2 separate regions of the Bombyx mori genome follow, and region 2 is linked to region 1. Evidence: chromatin contacts called from public Hi-C data. All regions are on one chromosome and are shown on one strand. Each heading gives the region's core, a stretch centred on a gene start, on an enhancer-like site or on the middle of the called end of the contact. The rest is flanking DNA. Distances are from core to core; before and after follow the strand shown.

Region 1 (6,056 bases), core at 1,561-4,060:
GACATCACGACCATAAAGTCGTATCATGTTTTTAGTTACTGGTGGTAGGACCACTTGTGAGTCCGCGCGGATAGGTACCACCGCCCTGCTTATTTCTGCCGTGAAGCAGTAATGCGTTTCGGTTTGAAGGGTGGGGTAGCCGTTGTAACTATACTGAGACTTTAGAACTTGTATCTCAAGGTGGGTGGCGCGTCTACGTTGTAGATGTCTATGGGCTCCAGTAACCACTTAATATCAGGTGGGCTGTGAGCTCGTCCACCCATCTAAGCAATAAAAAAAATAAAAAAAAGTTACGTAACGTTTTTTTTTAATATGTAGTATATCTATTTAGTGCTTATTAAATACTTGAGCTAAAAATTGTTGCGTATCTTTCATACACTAAAACTTTGTAAGTATTAATTTACCTTATGGCTTCGATGTCAAGAAATAAACTCTGGAAAGGACTTTAAATTATATAATAATCGGAAACCGGTTTCGATCGATCAATCGCCTCGTCCCTTCAGTGGTTCGCGAGCCTACCTAGTGTTGCCAAACTCTTGATTTGATTCTGGTATCTTTGGTCTAATTTAGAATCTATGTTCTAATAAAACATGGCATTCAAACGGAGCAGGAAATCCTAATGCAAGTTCGTTGAATTCGGAATTCAATTTGCTAATATTCCTGAAAGACACTAAAAACTGTACTATAATTATTCCGTCACATATTGGTCAAGTAATACATAGGTATTGTCGCGACGACCAGACGACTGTAGGACAAAGTGGAGTTGGGGTTTCAATGACGTCATCTCCCACATACCACCCCACAGCGTCAACGCGTGGGTCGTCGTACCGGCGATTCAAACTGCAGCAGACACAAATCAATAAAAAACGTTTGCAAATATTACTTGTAATATACGTATTGTTATAGACGGATTGCTTCAAGGGATTACGAAAAATTAGTTAAGTTTTAAAATAATTAAAGAAAGTTCTAGATGATCGCCTTAATTACAATTGTATGTGTTTGAAACACGCTGACCATTGACGGAAGTGACCCGGGCATCGAACCTGACTACGGCGAACTGATGACGCCGCCGCTGTCAACTCAGCTATGTCGGCAATTATTGTTATCCGTATTTAGAGTAGGTGAGGTACGTGAATCGGTTTGATATTTAAAAAACATTTTGTTGATTGCGTTTGAGGGTTTGTGCATTACTGCTTCACGGCAGAAATAGGCAGGGTGGTGGTACCTACCCGTGCGGACTCACAAGACGTCCTACCACCAGTAAGACCACGTGATACAGTGCCAATGTCATTAGTCTCCCTTCACCGTCTTCCACAGTCAACTATTGAAATATTTAATGAACATTTTTTATATGGTAAGTACGGTATTTTAAACTGTAGGCAGCGGCTTAGCTCTGCCCCCGGTATTACTGGCGTCCATGGGCGATGGTAACAGCTCACCATCAGGCGGGCTGTATACCATCTGCCTACAATGACAATAAAAACAAATTCAAAAAGGACACACATTTTGTTTCCTAACAAATCAAAATTAGATGTATATATTTTACAAATATCAAGAAGAATTACATCTCAAAATTAAAAAGTCGTTTGTCCACATCGCTTCCACGTGATTGTCGGCTATACGATCGATGCAATAAGTACTTACGTTCCGTGTACGTCATTATCTGAGTCAGCAATTGCAAATGTGACATATAAAACTGCATGTATGAAGACACATAACAATATCGTGTTTCGCGACGGGTCGTTGACCTCTATGTATGTTACTTATTTATTTTTAAATGCATCTATTTATACGGTTATATATATTTTCTGGATCGGTACCGATGTACTAGCCTAGCTTAGTCGCGAAGTAAAGCTAATGTAGATACATATAGCCATTTAAAAAAATATATATTATTTAATAATTTAGTTTTTTTATTTTGACACTCCGTATTGTAACTTGAAACATAAAACAAGACTACAATGCAATCATTATCTGAAATGCATTTATTTTTATTATCTACGAAGATAAACGGGCACACAGCTTTCCTAATGGTAAGCCGTCAAAATTGCTCATGCACATCAATAACTTCAGAAAAAATGTTTTTTTAAATTAATTAATATGAAGGCAGAAGTATCGTATATCTAAATAATATATCAAAACTAGTTAAATGAATTTTAAATGTATTCATAATATATGTTAATTATGTAAGTACAACGAACTTGAATGTCAATTCAACGCTATCGTCTTGAACGCCGAGACTTCTTTGTTCATTTAATTATAATATATAATGTATTATATATTAAAATTTTACTAATTCGAAGTGTGAAGAAATATTCTATAAATTCTATAACCGATGGTCGATATTAATATGGAATAAGTACATGTTTACGAACTTCAAAGTACATTTCAAGTTCAGGGAAGTTTAATTTATTATTATTTAGTTTAAGTTATTATTTATTATTATTATAGTATGAAGTTATTATTTATTATTATTATAGTATGAAATGAGGGTATAAAATTGTATAGGTAGGTATTCAGAAAAGTATTCTAGAATATTTCAAAAAATTCAAAAAAAGACCAATTGGATTACGTATAATCGAATAGTGTTCTTCACACTGACCTACTACCTGTTCGAAAATGTTCAAGCTTAAAAAAAACAGTTTTGAATTATATTAATACTCTATTCATTTGTATGCAACGTAAACGGTCAACTAAACAAGCTATAATAGCTTTTAGAGCCATAAAGATTGAGTCGATTACTGATTATCGTTAACGACACATACGACTTTTTTGCTATAATATAAACAACAAAATGCCCCGAAAGGGTAAGGAAGGGTTGTTCTTTTTTTGAACAGCTTCCTGCAGTCACCTTGTCTCTGTCTAACGTACGCTCAATAACGTAGTTGCGAAAGAGATAAATTTTTGAATTAAACGCGAACTTGTGACTGATTTTTTAAATGCAGTTTTAGTATTCAAATGACGGCGACGCATCCGTTTTGACACAAAAACAAATAAAGTTTGAAAATCTTAAATAATCGTCTATTTGTAAACAGTAAACTGTTTTACAACTTCCGAAGTTTTGTTTAACAATAACACTGGCATAGGCTGTGAGCAGGGTTAGGCTTTTGCCGTAAATGAGCTGTCACTTAAAAACAATAGACAATTAATTTCTTTTTTTTTTTTACTATACAATACTCACTAGGGCTTCTAAAACTGGATGGACCAGATCAAACTTTCCTTTTGACGTTTCTCTGTGCACTAGAAACATGGTCATGTACACAATTTTTTTCATTTAAAGTTTCCTTCAATAAACAGTTAATTAAATTATGAAACTGATCGGAGATAAACTGCGATGCTGATGCGCGATCAATGATCTGTTGTTCACATCTGGGCGTGGGACCGTCTGGCCTTCAACCGCGAGCCGTTACACAATAAACTCGACCGCGTGCGAGACTCTTACCTGTGGCCTCTCGGTAGTACGGGCTTAGCAGCAATATAATAACTTCTCCATTTTCCGAATTTCGTAATTTTCAATTTAACTTTTAATGTTAATTGGCGTTATTGACAGGAAATATAATATTTAAAAGAAAAAGCAGCTTTGTCTCGAAAAAAAATAATGTTGCCTACTGAACCACTTACGAGCTTTTTACTACAAAACATGTTAACAGATTACAGACTTCGAAAAAGTATTCGAGTTAATAAGGGAGTTTTTTGTAAAAAACCGCCGATTTCCGTAACAGTACACCTCGGGTGCTTCATCTGCTTAAAAAAAAAAACTTAACCCAATTTTTTATTCAACAAATATACCTGCCGTCAATAGCGGGAGTACACCCTAGCTACTGACAAAAAACTTAAAAAAAAAAAAAAAACTACCGTTCAAAAACCCGCGTTGTAGTTGGCGGCATTTTTGACAGTTCCTTTTTTTCCGTTTCAAAGTGCAAAAGGTTTTTTTGCGAATTTTATGGCTGCGTTCGGGAACGGAATTTCGCAACGGTACCTATTCTATTGTCTATATTTCGTTGCAGATGTTTTTATTTGCGAAATCAAAGAAAGCTGCCCTTTTTTTATATTCCTAGAGAATGTTGTTTGTTTTCTGTGTTTAAAACATTATCCTGTATTTTAAAAAAAAATATGCCGCTTTCCAGTGCCAAATGTTTGCTAAAAAAAATAACCCGACATCTTTCAACGCTGATTGTGTGACAAGAGTAATATATTTTTATTCTATTTATAACCCATAAACAAACTGCCGTGTCTGTTAAACTCAGAATTTGAAAGCAACTTTTTAAATTAATGATAAAATTAAATGTCATTGAACGACAAATGTTGCACAAAATAAGGAGTATAATTATAAATTTGCGTGTTTTTTGTTTGTAATAAATATGCCGTCAAAGATCTTCAAAGTACGTACATATTTATGTATTACCCATAAATGTACAAAGCATTATTTTATTTACCCGCCAAACACAACAACTTGATCACAACATTATTTCAATTACATAAGATTATTTCAATTACATATCAATTTGTTATAATTTATGAATTTTATGACACAATATGGCTGCCTATACTGCTATGACGTCACCGCCTGCCATACCCGCATCAATTAATAACTTCACACTAATTTACCGAAATAAAAACTTAGTATTTAATATAATCCTATTATTTTAAAGATCTGCCCTTTAATGGAACTGAAAAGATGTTATAATTATGTCGAACACTTGATTTAAAGAATCTAGTATTAATATTGTTTAGATTAAACAAAGCATTCCTACCGTACCTACAGTAAGGAATTTAATAAATCGGATTCCGTAAAATAAACGGACCAACGCATCGTTGTAAAGATGTTACTGTGATAGCCATCTCGTAAAATCCTTGTCGTACAATTTCATCTAGACAAACAGTACGTAAGTAGGTATATACAGCCAGTATATATGTGTATTACAAGCATTTATCTCAATTAGCAGTCTACATAGTCTGTGTAGTGTCCTGAAACGCCCCGGGACCCGAAGGTTTTTCTATGACTATAAACTCAGAGAGGTTAGGTCACATCGAACAAGCGAAGATATAGACTGGCGTTTATAGCATCGATCCGGAGAAACGTAACGTACCACCACCACTACCACTACCACCACCCAGTATATTTCTGCCGTGAAGCGGTAATACGTTTCGGTTTAAAGGGTGGGGCAGCCGTTGTAACTATACTTGAGACCTTAGAACTTATATCTCAAGGTGGGTGGCGCATTTACGTTATCCAGTAACCACTTAACACCAGGTGGGCTGTGAGCTCGTTCACCCATCTAAGCAATAAAAGAACGTATTTTAAAATATTAAAGCTTTGAGATTGTATTTATCCCTCTTTACATACCATTTTAATACCTACCTCAATTAACGGGACATTAAAGTTGTGGTCAACAAAATTTTATTCAACAAGATACAATAAATTAATTAAATTTTAGATTAAAAACAAATACATTTATCAATAATTTTATTTTACGTATCATTAAGTGATCCTAATTGTCAAATGGTTTTTATTTAACTTTTCACACATTATTATCTCCTGAGTCAGTACAATATGCAGTACCTTTGAAGAGTGTTTCCAAAAGCAAACTATAGACCCAAATATTAGATTTGAAGAAACAAAATAACGATTAAAATGTCAAAGTTATTTCTACTCTCATGAAACACACTATTTAATTCAATCAGAGTTCGACCTAAAAAATCATTGAATTGGCATCGGTGTCCCTCGGAAAATAAAACTCAAATGGAAACTAACCTTAAAGAAATGTAAGCGAAATCGAAGTCTAGACGCACATCTGGGACCTTCGGCCTAATATAATAAGTTCCTTCCAAGAACCAAGACGAACTAATAGTGTTTGAACTGTGCCTTCAAGAGAAGTTGACTTTGTACTTGTATATTTAAAGTCGGTTACAGAAAATCTAGACTTGTGATTTAAACATTGTTGCTGTGTTCCAAATTTATTGTATTTTTATGATGATCGAACTAAATATATTGCCCTGCATGGATACGATTATCCTACCTATATATCCAATGATGCTTTCGTGTATTGATATTT
Region 2 (5,867 bases), core at 2,373-4,872, 69 kb before region 1:
AAGGTCTAATATTCCCATGACGGGTGACGGCAGCAAGCCGGACCGCCGTAATTTTTTTGCTACTTTTATCCAAATCGAATTACAACATGGATTGGATTGTAAATTGTGTGCCGACTTTATCTCGCGGGACGCGGATAAGAACAAAAATAAGACAAAAGAAACCAAACTTTAATACTCCGGTATTGCTTAATATTTAGCTTTGTTTCTGGGGAGTCAATTAATCTTGAGCAATTAATAAAGACACACTTGACACTGCGTCCCAGCAGAAATAGATAAGATCTAGCCAGTCGCACGCAGTACCAACATGTATAGACGAGCTCACGGGCCACTTGATGTTAAGTGGTTACCGGAGCTCATAGATATTTACAACGTAAATGCCGCCACCTACCTTGAGACATGAGCTTTAAGGTTTTACTTTTTTAATAGTACAACGGCTACCCTACCCTTCAAACCGAAACGCATTACTGCTTCACGGCAGAAATAGGTAGGGCGGTGGTACCTACCCGTGCGGACTCGCAAGAGATCCCACCACCGGTAATAGTATGGTAATGGAAATAAGATCTAGGGCTTACGGAGATAGGGAGGAAACAGTGGTGAATATTATAGTCAAGGTGACCCGGTCCTAAACACGCTCCTCATCATTGTTCGTTACATTAAAAGTTATAAAATGAATGGATAATACATATAAGTTTTTCCTCGTTTAGTTTCCTGGGACACGGAGTAGGGTATTATGTCAAGGTTTTCAGGTCAGACCGATAATTGCCTTCTTCCGAAAACATTGTAGTTTCAGGATGTTTGAATTCTTGTTTTTAACATAATTAATTTGGTTTAGTGTTTTCGGCTTATCTAATTAGTCAAATACGTACGTTCTAAATGAGTAAGTGAATAATTCACAAATGCTTACAGCCGTCTAATTGAAATGTATGAGTGTCGAAAAATATATCGAAAAATAAATATATTTCAATTTCGATCTGCCCCTAATTCTTCAATTGTTGGCTTTGGAGTCCATTCGTTCTTTTAAGCACATCCTGCGTTTTGCACTTGGTATTTTGGTCTAATAAAGAAAGCTCGTCACGACAATCTAGTCAATCTAAAACAAAATTCTTTGTTATTCCGTGACCAGTTGGCGTCTTAAAATGACATCATGGTGGATTGTGCCCCGAAGGTTTCCCGCGAAACTGTCCATTAGTGTAGTGGCGGGTAGCGACGCACCGCGGCGACATGTCGGACGTCAGAGCGCGTTCGAATCCAGGTCAGGGCAGCGTGACGACCGCGGATACGTGCGCGCAAAATATTACTCTAACTCGAGACTGGAATTAACTAGGATTCGAACCATTATCATCGGTTACAATTAATAACGTAAATCATCAAGCGCATCTTAGTAACAATTAAGGAATCGAATAATAATAAATTAATAATAAATAATAAATTTAATACATAATTAATATATTGTTTGACATTATTTAAACCATCTAAGCAATAAAGTAAAAAAAAGACAGTATGAGAAAGTAAAAATAAATAAATAACTTTGTTGGTATCGGAAATACGCAGGCAAGATAAGATTAAGTGCATTAAATCACCAAATATAAAACATAAATAAATTGGTTTCGACTGGGAATCGAACCTGGAGCGCGTTCTACAGTACCGTCACTAACCAGTATACTAACCAGACGAACAAAAGCTCTTTGTTAATCAAACGAATCGAAAGTGAAAGTTTCGACTTTACAACTGTAACTATACTGAGACCTTAGGACTTGTATCTCAAGATGGGTGGCGCATTTACGCTGTAGATGCTCCAGTAACCAATTTAACACCAGGTGGGCTGGGAGATCGTCCACCCATCTAAAAAAAAAAAAACATAATACACCAAAATCATACCAAATAATCTACATTGCGATAGTAATAAAACTAACATCATGATAGCTCGATTTTAAGTCACAGTTCCAATCACTGGATGTGAGAATTAGCAGGATGATTTCGTAAAAGTAATCGAAATAATGACAGCTTCGCCGACCTCAGAATTCTCACTTAACAGAGCATTTTCAAAAACATCCTTTTGTAATTTAACGAAACCATAACATTTAAATAGAAACACGCCGTTTATATTCTGAGAATACGTTAGCCCTGACCCGCAATGCGACTATAAACAGATCTTCGGCGTACGACATGTCATTGTCTACGTCACAGTATAAATTCAAGTTACTGTCCAAAACATGCTTTTGTGAGTACCTACCTCTCTTCTGCATCGTTCCCTTATTGCTGAGGATCGCGACCACACGTGACTTTCCTCCGTAGTGCTCGATCATGGACGCCATGGTATAATTCACCACCAACCGCTTTCTTAACCAGATCTGACCCTCTGGGTGGTATTCTGCCCACAGTGCGCTTGCCTTCTATGCGTGAGACCGCATGTGTCCGAAGAAGCTCACAACACGCTCTTGGCAGATGGCAGAGAGCTTTTTTTGAATGTTTAGCTCTATTAAAATGGACTCGTTAGTTGTGAGTACACATGAGCAAAGAACACAATACCGCCTATTTCGGTCTAATCTAATCTATTAGAGACCGTGGCGGACGTGTGCCTGCCTATTCCGCATGCGTTTTTTTTATTGCTTAAATGGTTGGACGATCTCACAGCCCACCTGGTTGTTAAATGGTTACTGGAGCCCATAGACATCTACAACGTAAATGCGCCACCCGCCTTGAGATATAAGTTCTAAGGTCTCAGTATAGTTATAACGACTGCCCCACCCTTCAAACCGAAACGCATTACTGCCTTTATGATAATCCTGTCTAAAGTCTATATTGCGATAACTCTTTGAGGCATAAGCGCGCGTGCAAAAAGAGCCGAAACAATGTCGGAAATTGCAAGAAGAACCAGATAAAGCAATATTACACTATGAGTAATTTAATTGGTCTCATAAAGATTTTCCCCATTCGGGCTTTTGTGCCATATTTTTTAAATAATTAATTATTCGTCTCATATTATTATGTTATTATAAACACGACCGAGTTACGGGAAGAGACGCCAAGCATATATTCATAACTATATGTATAGTATAGGTATATTAATAATATTAATTTAGTAACAGACTCGCAATAGTTATCGATATTTTAATGTAATTTTTAATCAGTGACTAGTGTCGCGTGAATAAGCTCCTTATTTCTTCAGTTAGCATACGAGTACACCGCTCAGCTAATGAAAATGTTAACCATCACATCCATACGTAGGTGGCTTGCTATGCGTCTATTTGGGAAAGTACCACACTGCATATGTCAGCCACGAGATAATTGATCCAAAGGTTCGAAAGAGCAGATAAGCTTTGTTCTAATAAAACGGATACTACTAGCATCTAGTTTACCTCATGTGTGGTCACTGTCGCTCAGAGCCACACTCACTCTGCTGTCTAAAGATATGACGAAGTCTCCTTGATTATGAAAAACATGGTCAAAACGGTCACCAGTGCCTATAGATACCACAGAGCCGATGTTTCAAACCCGAACGCGTCTCTGTTTCATGACGCGAACTCGCAGACAGAACTTCAGATGTTAAGTCTAGGGGAGCCCTTTCTCGATCCCTCGCGAGAACCTTATGGATGTCAATGACAAGACGGCGATCACGCTCACTCGCACGTGTCCCGATACTGCATAACGCGGACCTAACAACATATGTACATACGAAACGATATTACTCTTACTTCTACAAGTTCTTGGCGGAAAAATTGTTTATTTTCAAGCGTTCAATTAACTTAACTGTAATTATGATTAAATAGACAGTCACCTAAACGGGTAGTTGCTACCTATAGCTATTTATTTTTACCGCGTTTCAAAAGAGCGAAACAGCACTTAGAGAGAGAGAGAGAGTATTCTTTATTGTACACCAAAAAAAACAAATAAACAGTGCGATACATTAAAAACAAAAAGTACAATTGGCGGTCTTATCGCTAAAAGCGATCTCTTCCACACAACCATCAGGTGGACAATCATTTGGAAACGAACTACGCGCTGTGTACCATTCCAGTGAAATACATATACATATATGTACACATACATATACACATACATATCTCCGTAAATATACATACAATTAATACAAAGTATTATAATATAATAATAATTATTAAAAATAAAAAATAAATAAAAATTAAATAAAAATTAAGTTTAAATGTTTACTTACTTTAACACTTACATTGACAATTCGACAATGAGATCGCAACGTAAATGCCACCACTGCCTTTTTTTATTTATTGCCTTTCTAGACAGACGAGCATATGGTCCACCTGATGGTAAGTGGTTACCGTAGCTCATGGACGTCAGCAATGCCAGGGGCAGAGCTAAGCCGCTACCTACCATTTAAGTACTCTCCGCAAGCTTCGTTTGAAGAAGGACATGTCATAGCGCTCGGGAAACACCGTAGAGGGGAGCTCGTTCATAAGCCGGATGGTATGTGGCAGAAAAGATCTTTGGAAACGCACTGTCGATGAACGCAGCGGTTCCAGATAATATGGATGAGGTCTGCTTCGATAGCCAGAAGTGTCTTTGTCACATAATCAATCTCCCTCAGTTATAGCTAGTCGCTTATGATCACATAACAGCAGACGGGTGACGAACTTATGCACATATCTACCCTGAAGATGCATTTACCGTGTGACAGATGCATTTAAATAAATGTAAAAACATATTTAAATATTGTATCTCTCAAATTGACTTTAGAATTTAAAGTGGAATGCTTGGTGACACCAATAGGGAATGAGGATATGTTTTCAGCTCGCTGAATTAGGTGGAACCGTGACGTGGATATGTCAGTCACCGTAAACCGCACAGTCTGCGGTCACCCTGACCTGGTCGGTCCCGCTCATACCTATTCAGACCAACTTGCACTGGACTTTGGTATTGTTCAATAAAGAATACCTAAAGAATTTGAAATGGTCTTTGCTTTACGAGCCACATACCGAAGACGATTGTAAAGAAGTTCTAGTTAAAACAATTGTGAAGAGGTAAAGGAAAATCGGACTTTTACTGAACTTAAATACTTGTTATGGTAGCTATTTTTTCGTCAACCGGCAATGTATTGTCAAAGTATCTGTCAGATACCCCCGACATCGTGGAAAACGGCGCGTTAGCTGATTATTAAGCGTGATACATTGCGTTGTGCCAAAAAATTTGTGTAGAACAATAATTTTGAAATGTACGCTATAGTGCTATCATGTTATTAATCGTCAGCTGAACTGCTGCTATCTAGCGGATACCCGCCACCTTCAACAGATCGTCGGTCCATCTTGTGGCTATGTCCAGCAGTGGTCGTCTGTGGTCTCAAAGAGAAAACTGCTTGTATTTGTGTTCGAGAACAGCGCATTACATCATGTGCAGGGCGATTAGGGTAGCCACTAGTTTACCATCCTCAGTCGCTTGTACTCTTGACAGAGTGGTCGTGGTCATTACATCGGGTGGTGGTGCGTTTCACCAGACGTCGCCATTCCTCGCGTACCGCGACGCTTCTTCTGCACTGGTTGACGGGACCGTATAAAACTGCCTTTATTTGGACGGTCCATCGTAACGGTGATCTGCCACGCGGTCTTGTACTGTAATCTAATATATAAAATTCTCGTGTCACAATGTTCGTTCCCATACTCCTCCGAAACCGCTTGACCGATTCTCATGAAATTTTTTATGCATATTCAGTAAGACTGAGAATCGGCTACTATCTATTTTTCATACCCCTAAGTGATTAGGGTTGTCCACCCCTAACATCTTTTTTTTTATTTGGACATTTTTTTTTGTTATAATGAGGTATTATGTGGTTGAATGAGGTTTTGTTATTTTTATTATATATTCCCTCATCGTTCACAGCACTACATACCTCTTTCACT

The links. A called contact is a pair of places that touch in the nucleus more often than the background predicts.
Region 2: a contact with region 1 is called in a Hi-C map of middle silk gland, with 1.8 times the contacts expected there. The contact joins two enhancer-like sites. A contact is called at or near these places in 3 of 7 Hi-C or Micro-C datasets (middle silk gland, midgut and whole pupa).

The regions. Positions count from the first base shown.
Region 1 is chr15:627,020-633,075 of ASM3026992v2, reverse strand. All of the region lies in intron 7 of E74 (transcription factor E74), which reads left to right. Among protein-coding and RNA genes, the nearest start is that of LOC134200138, 19 kb to the left of the region's middle. Within about 2 kb of position 2,810, at least 3 of the 8 cell types and tissues checked have open chromatin away from gene starts, as enhancers often do.
Region 2 is chr15:696,861-702,727 of ASM3026992v2, reverse strand. All of the region lies in intron 7 of E74 (transcription factor E74), which reads left to right. Among protein-coding and RNA genes, the nearest start is that of LOC101739180, 13 kb to the left of the region's middle. Within about 2 kb of position 3,622, at least 2 of the 8 cell types and tissues checked have open chromatin away from gene starts, as enhancers often do.